2 separate regions of the Arachis hypogaea genome follow, and region 1 is linked to region 2. Evidence: chromatin contacts called from public Hi-C data. All regions are on one chromosome and are shown on one strand. Each heading gives the region's core, a stretch centred on a gene start, on an enhancer-like site or on the middle of the called end of the contact. The rest is flanking DNA. Distances are from core to core; before and after follow the strand shown. Region 1 holds the start of LOC112711023 (putative F-box protein PP2-B12). Region 2 holds the start of LOC112711022 (organelle RRM domain-containing protein 1, chloroplastic).

Evidence for each region. Hi-C and Micro-C count contacts between places; a contact is called where the count stands out from the background.
Region 1: a Hi-C map of leaf shows a contact between it and region 2, with 4 times the contacts expected there. The contact joins the promoter of LOC112711023 here to the promoter of LOC112711022 in region 2. A contact is called at or near these places in 2 of 8 Hi-C or Micro-C datasets (leaf and an unstated tissue).

Annotation. Positions count from the first base shown.
Region 1 is chr9:70,785,116-70,790,711 of arahy.Tifrunner.gnm2.J5K5, forward strand. It overlaps LOC112711023 (putative F-box protein PP2-B12), which reads right to left and starts at 4,070. Exons shown (of 3, transcript XM_025763555.3): 1 at 2,865-4,070; 2 at 1,861-1,979; 3 at 440-1,347. The coding sequence starts at 3,149. The coding sequence ends at 825.
Region 2 is chr9:70,549,996-70,555,872 of arahy.Tifrunner.gnm2.J5K5, forward strand. It overlaps LOC112711022 (organelle RRM domain-containing protein 1, chloroplastic), which reads left to right and starts at 2,472. Exons shown (of 11, transcript XM_072203003.1): 1 at 2,472-2,895; 2 at 3,649-4,099; 3 at 4,180-4,277; 4 at 4,427-4,673; 5 at 4,762-4,859; 6 at 4,961-5,005; 7 at 5,811-5,877. The coding sequence starts at 3,795.

The DNA.
Region 1 (5,596 bases), core at 2,820-5,319, 240 kb after region 2:
AGATAAAATATAGGTCCAGTCCATAACAAAAAAGAATCACGATAAATTACTGAAAAAATTATTAACAAAAAAAGGGGCCTCAAGGCCATACTAACCGATAGAGTAAAAATAATTACTTGCTAAATATGTCATCAAGATTAATTATATCAGACAATAGAGTCACCAAACTTGACTAATTGACTCTTTTGCCAAAACACAAAAACCTGTTCTCATGTCACGAATAAGTATCTCACTCTAGCTTCAGCCACCTAAGTTCATCAAATGAGAAACAAAAAATATTCACCATAGCAAAGGCCTATAAAATATAAATAATAGCTTTGTTTGCAAGGATAAAAAAATAGATCAACACAACTGCCCTAATATCTAAAAGTTTTATTAACTTGAAGAGTGAGATTTATTAACAAATGTTAAAATGATAAAAATTATAAAAGATGAAAACTCAGGTGAAGTCAACTTCACGTGAAGTTGATATTTGATACCCGTTAGATGAAAATTTAGTCAAATCCGTCAAATTATCTAATGGCTCTCAGGTATCAACTTCATATGAAGTCGACTGCACCTGAGTTTCCACCATTGTAAAATGTTATTTCTTTACTGTGTATCATATTACAAAAGGTAAATAATTCGACTGATTTGTAAATACAGAATCTTACTAAGAATCTAACATATTCCTTCCTTCGCTCGTACTAGTAAATGGTAAAGCATCAGATTGGACCCAAAGAAAAGACACCACCACTTGGAAATGACAACAATTTGGTCATGGCTTTGAAGATGAACAACCATGAAGACTACATGGTTTAGGCACCTCTTCTGTATTCTTCCATTTATATGGTATTATTGGCATGGACGCATTGTTTAGGCCTAACTTCAATTCCTTGAACAAGAAGGCCACCCTTCCAATCACCACCCTTGATCTCATAAACTCCCATCTCCACCTCCTTGTCCTCTCCTCCTTCACTGAAGAACTGTCCCAATTCCATTTCCAACCACCCATCTTTCCGATCCTTTGGATACTGATCATCAAGGTTATCTCTAGGTGGTTGTGGTGGTCCGGCTGCAGCCACCATGCGAGTTCGGTTGAATATCCCTACCCGACGAGGGACGATCTGATACCTTAGCCTCTTTCCCCTTTCCGGATCAAGGAACACGGTTCTCTTGTGGGTTTCGCCTCCAGCAACTGCAATGGAGACCTCAATTGATTGGTACTCGAAACCATAGGCCCCTGCAGAGCTTGGCTTGAACACAAGGTATGCCCCATACAATGTGTCTGGCGATAGCATGTGAGTATTGATCCAACCCCTGATTTCCAACCAGCACACACTCACAAGTTCGGCCACCTCGGAAAACCTGCGATTATGTTGGAATTCAAACTATGATCACAAACTCACCTGCAATAGTGCAATATATGTGGTGCTTTACTACAAATCTTTTAACATAATTAGTTCCAATTACTTTTGTTAAACCATATTAACAACAATGAGGTTATGATGGCTGTTAAAAATAGATATTCCTCAAAAAACAGGAAAACCATCTACTTAATGTAACACTTAAAATACATAATAGATTTTCCTTGATACCTTTGATTTTATAGAAGAATCTTGTATGTCCAGCCTTTATTACATCTCTTTTGTACACCTCCCAGACCTTTTACTTTTGGTATTAAAAGTGATTGATAACAAACAAGATAAAAAAATTTGTCTTGTATACCATATAAAGATTCTGTATAAAAGAGGTGTACACAGAAGATAGTACAAATATCATTTCTTGTCTTTATAGGGGTACAAGTAATCTTTTCTAGTTGAAATTTATCAAGATAGAGACAGGGAAGATAGAATAATTAGTAAGTAGCAAATAAATTACCTTGCCTCCGGAAGAGGAGTCCACTTCCAATACCTGGGAGTGTCTCCCCATACTATAGAGAGCATCCTTGGAGATAGCATGTAGCATTTCTTCCCATAAGCTTTATCCAGTTGAAAGCTCTGAAACATTCATTTGAAAACATAAATTAATAAAGTATATAGTTTTTTTGAATGTATAAAGTATATAGTGTTAAATGGAATAGAGTGAAATAAGATGGGATGTATGGGCATTGGGGAGGAATGCTATATGCATCAACATTTTTTTTTTTAGCATTAAAAATGAACAACAGAGAATGTAATAAATTTTAGATTTTAATATTAAAAAAGAAAAACGAATCTGTACACTTAAGATATACAAGTAGACATCAATGGAATATAATAATTATGAGAGAATAAGATAGCATTTAAAATTCCATTTCATTCTTCCCAAAACGGAAGGCAAGAAAAAAGATGCTATCAGATACATAGAATCTATTCGATCCTTATCCTTATCCATTCCACTACATCTCATTTCTATTCAATCCAAACAATAGAACCGAATAAATTCCCTTTTCTATTCCGTTACATTCCACCTTGTTTCATCAATCCAATCAGTTTTAGATGTACTTCACAATCCACACGCCTCAAAGAAAAAAAAAAAAAAAAGAGCTGCTAATCACATTTCTCTTCAGTTAATTTGAGTGTGTTTTCACATTCCCAATCTTCCATTTTTGAACTCCCAAAATTATGGTTTGTTCAAAATCATGCTATTCCCGTAAGTCACATAACAAGCTTTTCCTCAACAATATTCCTTCAACTATATAGAAATCAACTACCTAAACGAAATTAAGAATGGATCTAATTTGCATGTAATTTCAGTATTAAAAATAAAATAATATAAAAATGAAGACCGATACAGAAACATTTTATATTAGATTAGATAATAATAGAACTCAGCCAACAAAACAGACAAGATTGAACAAACTAGCAGAGATCTCATCAAATCACATTATACAAGGAAATTACCTTTTTGCCATCATCAACGAGTATCGGATTTTCGCAAAGAGAGAGATAGAGCTGCTTCTTGGAACGGCAAGAGGAGGAGGTGGACTGTGAAACAATGTCGTTGTAATCGGAGGGAAGGAAGCGATCCCAAACGGAATCTGATTCAGCGGCGGATCGGAATGTAGACGACACCAGCGCAAGGCTGCACGCGTCCCGAGGAGTCGTCAACGACACAACGTTCGCTATGCAGCCTTCCGGTAGGTCCTGAAACCCCACGCCTTCACCCACCATCACCATCACCATCATCACAACAACAAATAGTAACTAAATAATTAAACGACGCCAAGAGGATGCTGCGTTTTGGTGTGAATCTGTGCAGAGTAGAGGGTGCTCCAGTTATTATTAACGTTATTGATTTTGGTTGTGGGGTGTGTCCGTATATAGCGGTGGGTAGTGGTTATGGTTACAGATATTATTATTAGATAGGAATTGGGGAAGAGACTAGAGAGAGATATTTATTTATTTATCGAGTTGAATTGAAAGCTGAAAGGGAAAGCTTAGCGGTTAAGTCTGCCTTGGCATCGTTTGTGTGGCAGTGGCACATTTGCCCGCAGGAAAGGAAATTTGGTGCCGGATGATGATTGTGTGAGTGAATAAATATCTATGATTTTTCTAATTTATCACCACCCGCACTGGTACACACGTTTTCTCCCAGATATTTCTTTGGGTCATCATAACGTTGCTTATACCACCTTAGTTTGTATTCATTGTTGTGTCGGTCTGTCTTGGTGGGCGCAGTATTTTTTAACGTTTCTGACATAGAAGTTAAGGATAATTATAGTGTACAGATTTCATTGTATAAAGATTTACAGATATTCGAATTGGAAGAATTTAGAGGTGACAGATGTCCAAGAGCAATGTAATTGGGAGCAGCGTGGTAGTTTGTGTAGAATGATACAGAGCCGAGCTACTGAAGCTGGAAGGGTGGATAGCTCCATTGGTTTTTTTTTTTTTTTTTTGGAAATATCGAAATGGATAGTTGGAGCCAAGCATACTGTTGCAATGATTGGGTCGGGAGACCAAAAACATTTCACATAAGGCCTTGGTTATTTTAGGTGCTATTATAGATAAGAAAAACTATGATGTAGGAGAAATATAACATTGAAGAGTATATGACTCCTAAACCAAAAACGAAAGAGCATATCATCCAAATGAACAATATATCTCTGGGTGTGTGTGACTAATATACGTGAAGATTCAAAAATATAAATACATTAAGATTAAATATTTTAATATTTTTGTATATTATTTTTGTCTAAAAGTCAAAATTTTTTTGGTTGACGCTATAATTACTGAATACTAAACCCCTAATTCAATGTGGAGTGTTTGGGTGACATTTTTTTTTGTATTTTAAGTATTATTTTTAATTAAAAGAAGGCAATAGAAAATGTTACTTTGATTAGTATAGATGTGAGTAGGCCTCTAATGTGAAAATAGTATTGGTGACGAGTAGAAGTAAAATCAGAAAACAGTTGACAGTTGGTCTTCAGGATATTTTGGGTGGAAGTTATGAAATAGTAAAAGGAGTGACAATGACACAAAATGAAGGTTAGATTCATGAATAATGCACTTGACTTGTTTGTTTGTTGTGGTGAAAGTAAATCGTCACACTAAACCATAATAGTAAACCCTAAATAGTAAATCCAAAACCCAAAAAACCGACTAATTTGTAAATTTCTTGTTGAGAAGGTACAATGTAGCACTAATTCCGGAACATCATACCTGAATCTAGTACCCGAAAACTCGAAACCAAAAAAACCTGAACCATAGTCTTGAAACCCAAAAACCGAGAACAATAAAGCCTATCATACCCTTAAAGCCTAAATTGCAGTTAATTTGTCTATTTCTTTAGGTGAGACTGTGAGAGGACACTGTAACACTAATTCATGAACCGTGAACCATAAACCATGTAAGCTGAACCGTAAATTATAAATCCTAAATTTTAAACCGTAATTCATGATCAATAGTCATTAAACGATAAACTGCAATCCAATAAACCGGTCAGTAGAGTGGACTAAATCATAGTTGTAAGAACTAACGCGATGATTGAATCGGTCAGATAACTGGTTTACTAGTTTGTTGGTTTAATAGATAAGTTATTGATTGAACCGATAGAATCGGTCCTACGCAAGTAAAAAAATTAAAATAGTCACAAGTCTAAAATGACAATTTAAAATAGATATCATCACCAATATTTTAAAAATAATCAAATTTTAACAAATTATAATAAGTTATTGTTTAGGAATCATGGCATAAGTATATAAAATTGTAGTACATTTTTATAATAAAGAATTTATAATTTTATTTTAATGCTAAAGTAACAGTTTTTTATTCCAATATTATTAAAAAGTGCTTAACCAAAACTAAATTTGAAAAATCCGTTTTTAACCGATTTTTAAATTTTTTTAATCGGTTAATAACCAATTTTATCATATAAAATTAATTTGATTAATTAACCAAATAATGAACAACCTTATAAATAATAAAAAAGTATGATTAATTTAAATATAAGCGAGTATAAAATAAAAATAATTTTTAACAAAATTATCTTATGTTTTAACTGTATAAATAATAATTAGCATATACAATAACAAAAAATAACAGCTTAATGGTAATTTAGGAAGCATCCAATAATAAAGAGGACTTGTTTCAGATCACGTCTTCAGTAATTTTGGAATTCTCCATGAAACGGT
Region 2 (5,877 bases), core at 1,222-3,721:
AAAATGCAAGAATTAATGAAACCCATAACTAACATAAGCAAGAAATCAATAATAACAATGAAGATAAGCAATAAAAGAAGCATGGAAACATAAAATTGCAATGAAAGAAAATTAAATCTAAAAAAGGTTCATAAACATAAAAGAGAACAAAATAGAAATTAACAAGTAAAACTAGAAAAGTAAAGATGTAATAACGAGAAATTAAAAGGGAAAACTAAATCAAAACAAGAATTAAAAGTTGGATCTAAGAGAATTTAACCTAAACTACCTTAAATTCTAGAGAGAAGGGAGAGCTTTTCTCTCTAGAATTCTACCTACAACATGATGAAAACTAAACTATGACTTCTCTCCCCCCCAAATCTCTTGCCATCATTGGGTTCAAAAGCATCAGAAATAAGTTAGATTTGGGCCTCCTTGAGCTCAGAAATCGCCCCCAGCATATTGCCCTTAAGTTGGTCACGTGCTGCTTGTCACGCGTACGCGTGGGGTGATGCGTGTGCGTGGCCTTCAGTTCAACAAATCCTCATTTCTTCATTAATTCTCCATTTTTGCATGTTTTTTCTTCATTCCTTCAACCCAATATTTGCCCTCTAATCCTGAAATCACTTAACAAACATATCAAGGCATCGAATGGAATTAAAGTGAATTCAAATTAGCAATTTTAGGACCTAAAAAGCGTGTTTTTACTCTTAAGTACAAATTAGGAGCAATTCACAAAACCATACTATTTCATTGAATAAATGTAAAAAAATGTGATAAAATCTCCCAAATTAAGCACAAGATAAACTACGAAATCGGAGTTTATCAATTACACAACTGTACCTTATATCTACATTGCTATACAGATTAAAAAGAATAAAATGAATTAATTAGCACTAACCTTCTTATAGTTTGTAAAGGCAAACAATTTTTGTTGCTTTCAGTGCCACCAACTTCCACTCTTGATGAAGGGGGCTTGACAAAATCGAACCTCAATAGATCCGCGACCGATCAAAATGATATGCATCCATAACTTTGGTGGCAGGCTACTATAATTTATATCTCCCATGCGAATTTATACGTAGTATTTCTTCCATTTATCAGGAGCCACAGAGCAACCAAATTGGAAAGCAAATGGAGACTTAAGGTTGCATTAATCCACAAAGAAAACAATACAAGCCTTTTTTTTGGACTATACAAAACGAGATCTGCTACAACATTCCTCATCAACATCTGATAGAAGGGTCTAAAGCAAATTATCCTACAACTCCTTGTTGGCCCATTTTTTATGGCATAATCCACCTGGATCCACCACAAAAAAGTCCAAACGAATGTGATCTTAACTAACAAAGTTAATGCAACGTTAATTAATTTTTGCTGACAAGACCTACACGTTTTCCATAGATGTCATATTCAATCTGTCACGTTTTAAACCCAACTTATGTACCATGTATCGTTAGAGGGAGGCGTCTGTGTGGTTGTCATCACCCAAGGACAAATTTGGCGTTATCAAGGTAGAACTTTCCATCAAATAAAAGATGAAAAGCCAAACAAATGAAAAATCTAAAAATAAAAAAAATCAAATTTTGTAATTTTTTATAGTTTGATTTAAATTTTGGTTTTAAAATGAAAAACCTAAAATAAGTCAAACTAAATCAAACCTAAAATATGAATAAAATCTCAAAAATACTCTTAATCCTAATGGTCCTCGACCTAATATTTAATTTGGTCTTTGAAATTTAAGATTTGACTTAAATTGACTCCTAAAATTACAATTGACTTAATTCGTATTCCAAAATTTACAATAATAATTCGCGTTAGCCTCTTAACTGATTTCTCTGAATAGTGTGTTAATTTTGCACGTGACTAAGTTTTCTTATCTAAATTCTATATGATTGAAATTTACCAAATTTTTTAGAAACTTGACTAACTCTCTAATATTCTTACAAAAACTGCAATGACAAATTCAATTTAAAAAGTTTAGAGCTCTAAAGCAATGCTCAAACTTTTGAGAGCTTTAAAATTTAAATTACAGTAAATTATCAAAATAATACGTCACTAACAAAAATCAATTCAAAAATTAATATGAATTACAATTATAAATTTTGAGATTCAATTTAGACCCATTGAAATTTTAATACATTATTTGAATTGAGAGAATTTGAAGAAAAAAAAAATAGGTGAAACAGTAAATCTTTTATTGTTTGGATAAAAAAAATAAAATAAAAAAAATAATGTAAGACTTATTAACATATTTTCACTCAAAAAAAATAAATATAAAAAAATGTATAAACATTAATAAAATTATACATTTATTCTTTATTATTAATAAATTATAATTTTTATATAATATAAATAAAGATATTAATGTAATTTTATGTGCTTATGATTTTTTTTCTTATTTTTCTTTCGTCTAAACAATTTTTATTTATTTTTAATCTAAATAACACACACAATTTTTTTTTAATTTTCTTTTTTTCTATTTTCTTTTCAAACAAGGTGTATGGGTGAAAATTGAAATCGAGTTCCACCTTCGAATTTGGGAGTATTAACTCCTATCACTAACATTTTATGTTGTAACATACCAGAGTCACACGCAATCCAGCAGTCCAGCGCCACCAACAACGTGACAGAGCTCTCCACTCTCCTCAGTGATAGCCCCTAGACCCCTCCACTCTTTGCCGGCAGACAGCGTCACAGCGACACAACAACACTGGCATCCCATTCAGCCCTCGCGACACAGCAACAGTCGCAGTGCGGTCGCCTTCTCACCTTCCTCCGTTCCGTAGCCGCCGCCTCCGTCGCCTTCCTCGGTAGCCACCGTTTCCTTGCCGTCGCCTTCCAGATTCCGCTGCTGCCATCATCCTCCACACCTTCCTCCACGCTCTCTGAGTCTCTAGAATGGAGATGCCTCAGGTAATTTTATTTGTTTCTAAATGATTTGTTTCTACTTTCTAATTTTATCTTTTCAATTTGAACAAAATTAAAGCTAGCTTGTGTTGGTTTTTTATTTATGGAGTTGCTGAATGCTGATGAACAGAATTTGTATGCCTGGGTTGCTGCTGAACTGAATTTTATTTGGTTCTGAACTGGTTTTTTTTTTAATCTACTTTTTGGTTATGATTATATGTTCCTGGTTCTGATTTTTTGGTTAGGGTTTTGGTTATGGTTATTTGTTCTTGTTTCTAATTATTTGGTTCTAATTTTTTATTTGGTTATGAACTGATTTCTAAATTTTTATTTGATCTGAACTGATTTTTTTGACAATTGTTTGGGTGAGCTTCTACAAAAATATAATATTTTTTTAAAATATTTTTAAAAAAAGTAGAAGTAATTTTATGTTTAGATATCTCATGTAAAAATATTTTTTATTTAGCAATTGTATATCTGTATTTGGGTATAAATGATATAAAAGTAATTTTTTATTTATTTATTATGTTAAAAATATGTTTTAAAAATAAAAAAGATCTTTTAAAAAAATATGTAAATTGTAGTTTTTAATAAAAGATGTTTTCTTTTTTTCTAGTTCACCCAGACAAGCACTTATTGTATGTTTTGTTATTATTATGTGTTCTTGGTTCTGATTTTAAGGGTAGGATTTTGATTCTTTTCTGATTTGTTCTTGTTGTGAATGTTTGGTTCTAATTTTTTTGCTTTATATTTCTGCAGTTTGATTGATCCCAGGGCAAGTGAGAACATTGGTGTTTCAGAAGGTGAAACAGTTTAAAAACCGACAAAACAAACCAAACTGTACTGCGAACACCTCTAGTTTCGGGTGTTAGCCCTTTTTCTTGCCCAAAAGAAAAAAAAAAAAGATGGAAGTTATGTCTTTTTCTGTCACATTCACCCAATTTCATACATTTTCCTTTCTGAAACCAAAAGTAACAACAACCGAAATTCAGGGCCTTTCACTACCCAATAATAGGAGCAAACATTGCAATCTTTATTCATTTTCTTCTTCATCTTCAAGAAGTATAGCAGCAACAGCAACACTATACCCTTCCACCACCCAGAAGAACCGCTACTGGATGGTACTCATGGAGCCTCCACCTCATGGTGTCACCTCCAAGTCACAACTCATCGATTATTACGCCAACACTCTACACAAAGTCCTTGCCAGGTTTTGCCTCCTTTTTCATGCTCGTTCTCTTTTTATTTTTAAGTTGAGCTGAAAATTACTATAATTTTTGTTTCAAACAGTGAGAGAGATGCTCAAATGTGTATATATGATGCTTCCTGCGATACACACTTTGGTTTCTGTTGTGACATTGATCCACAAATAACCTCCCAACTCACAAGTAAGTTGTTGCTTTTCTTATTAATATAATGCATCTTAGATGTTTGAAGTTTAGTCTGTGGTATAGTATTGCACAATTGGCAATTACCATTGGTATTATACTATTATTCTTGAAGTAACTTCTCTGTTATTGTGCCCATATGTTTTTAGGTTTACCGGGGGTCTTGTTGGTTAGGCCTGATCCGGATTTCAGTTCTTCGAAAAAGGACTATAGTCTATCAAGTGGTCAAGAAGGTCTGCTATCGAATTCAAAACTACAATTTGAAACCAACATGTTATTCTTTCTTGAGAATTCAAAGCATTGGCTTGTTAGAATTGATAAACCTGCTGTTGGGATTGTTACAAAGGCTCAGATTGTCGATTATTTTGTTCAAATATTGACCAAGGTGATGGGAAAGTAAGAACAATGTACTTCTTTTGCATTAATTTTTATCACCTTTTCTTTTTACCTAAAGTTAGATGACAGTAATGTCTTCCCTATGTAGTGAAAAGGATGCTCAGATGTGCATATATCATGTTTCCTGGAAAAAAATATTTGGTTTTTGCTGTGAACTTGATGACGACTGTGCACAGGAGTTAGTTGGTTAGCACTGTTATGCTTAAAATTCAGTCATTTTGTGTAGAAGTATAAATTTCCACATTAAGTGTCCTTTTGTGGCCCAGGTGTGCCTGGTGTCTTATCAGTTCAACCAGATAATAATTTTGAGTCAGCAAATAAGGATTATGAAGGTTAGCAATCTTTCCAATAATTTTTGTGTTAGTTTCTTTTATGTGCATTTGAAGATCCTTGGTCTTAGCCCACGTGATACTTGGTTCTTGATTGCATTGAAAATCCTTCTAAATTCAAGGAAAAAATCATATTGTTTCCACTCCGTTTAATTTAATATAGGTTGTATTTTTTTAGATAAACAGTATACGAAACTTGAAATGCGCAGGTGAGTTTTATTTATAGGTCATAAAAAAATTTTGCTGAGTTAACATTTGGTGTAAAATTTCTTGTTTAGGTTGATAGTTTATAATTTTCTTTCTATGAGATTGTGTTCAAATACCTAATTCATGGTTTTCTCAGGTAATAACTTAGAAAACAGTTTGAGTGTGCAAAAATCTTTTGAAACAAGTCAGGCAGCTCCCCTGCAAACGAAAAAGCTTTTTGTGACAGGTACTCACAAGACTGACTCTGGATATAAATCGATCTTCTGTTCTGTCCCTGTGTATATATGTTATATGCTGATTTTTCAACTAAAAAAAATGAGAACTGCCTTTCCTTTCGAAAATATTTAAGTTAATGACCATGAAAAAAATATCAGTCAAAGAAAATCATTTTTTTTTTCCTTGAGAAATTATTCATTGCATTAAGAAAGTATTAATTGCTCTAATGTGGCTATCATGTTGAGTTTCATTTCCATACCATGTACCTACTTTTTATTCTGTGGGACAACACAATTTTATCTTAAGGAGAGCATTCTTGGTTCTCAAAAGATATGATACCACTTGACAATTTATTTTAATATTACAACATTTTTCTCTTAAACAGGGCTATCGTTTTATACATCTGAGAAAACCTTACGTGCAGCATTTGAAGGCTTTGGTGATCTTGTTGA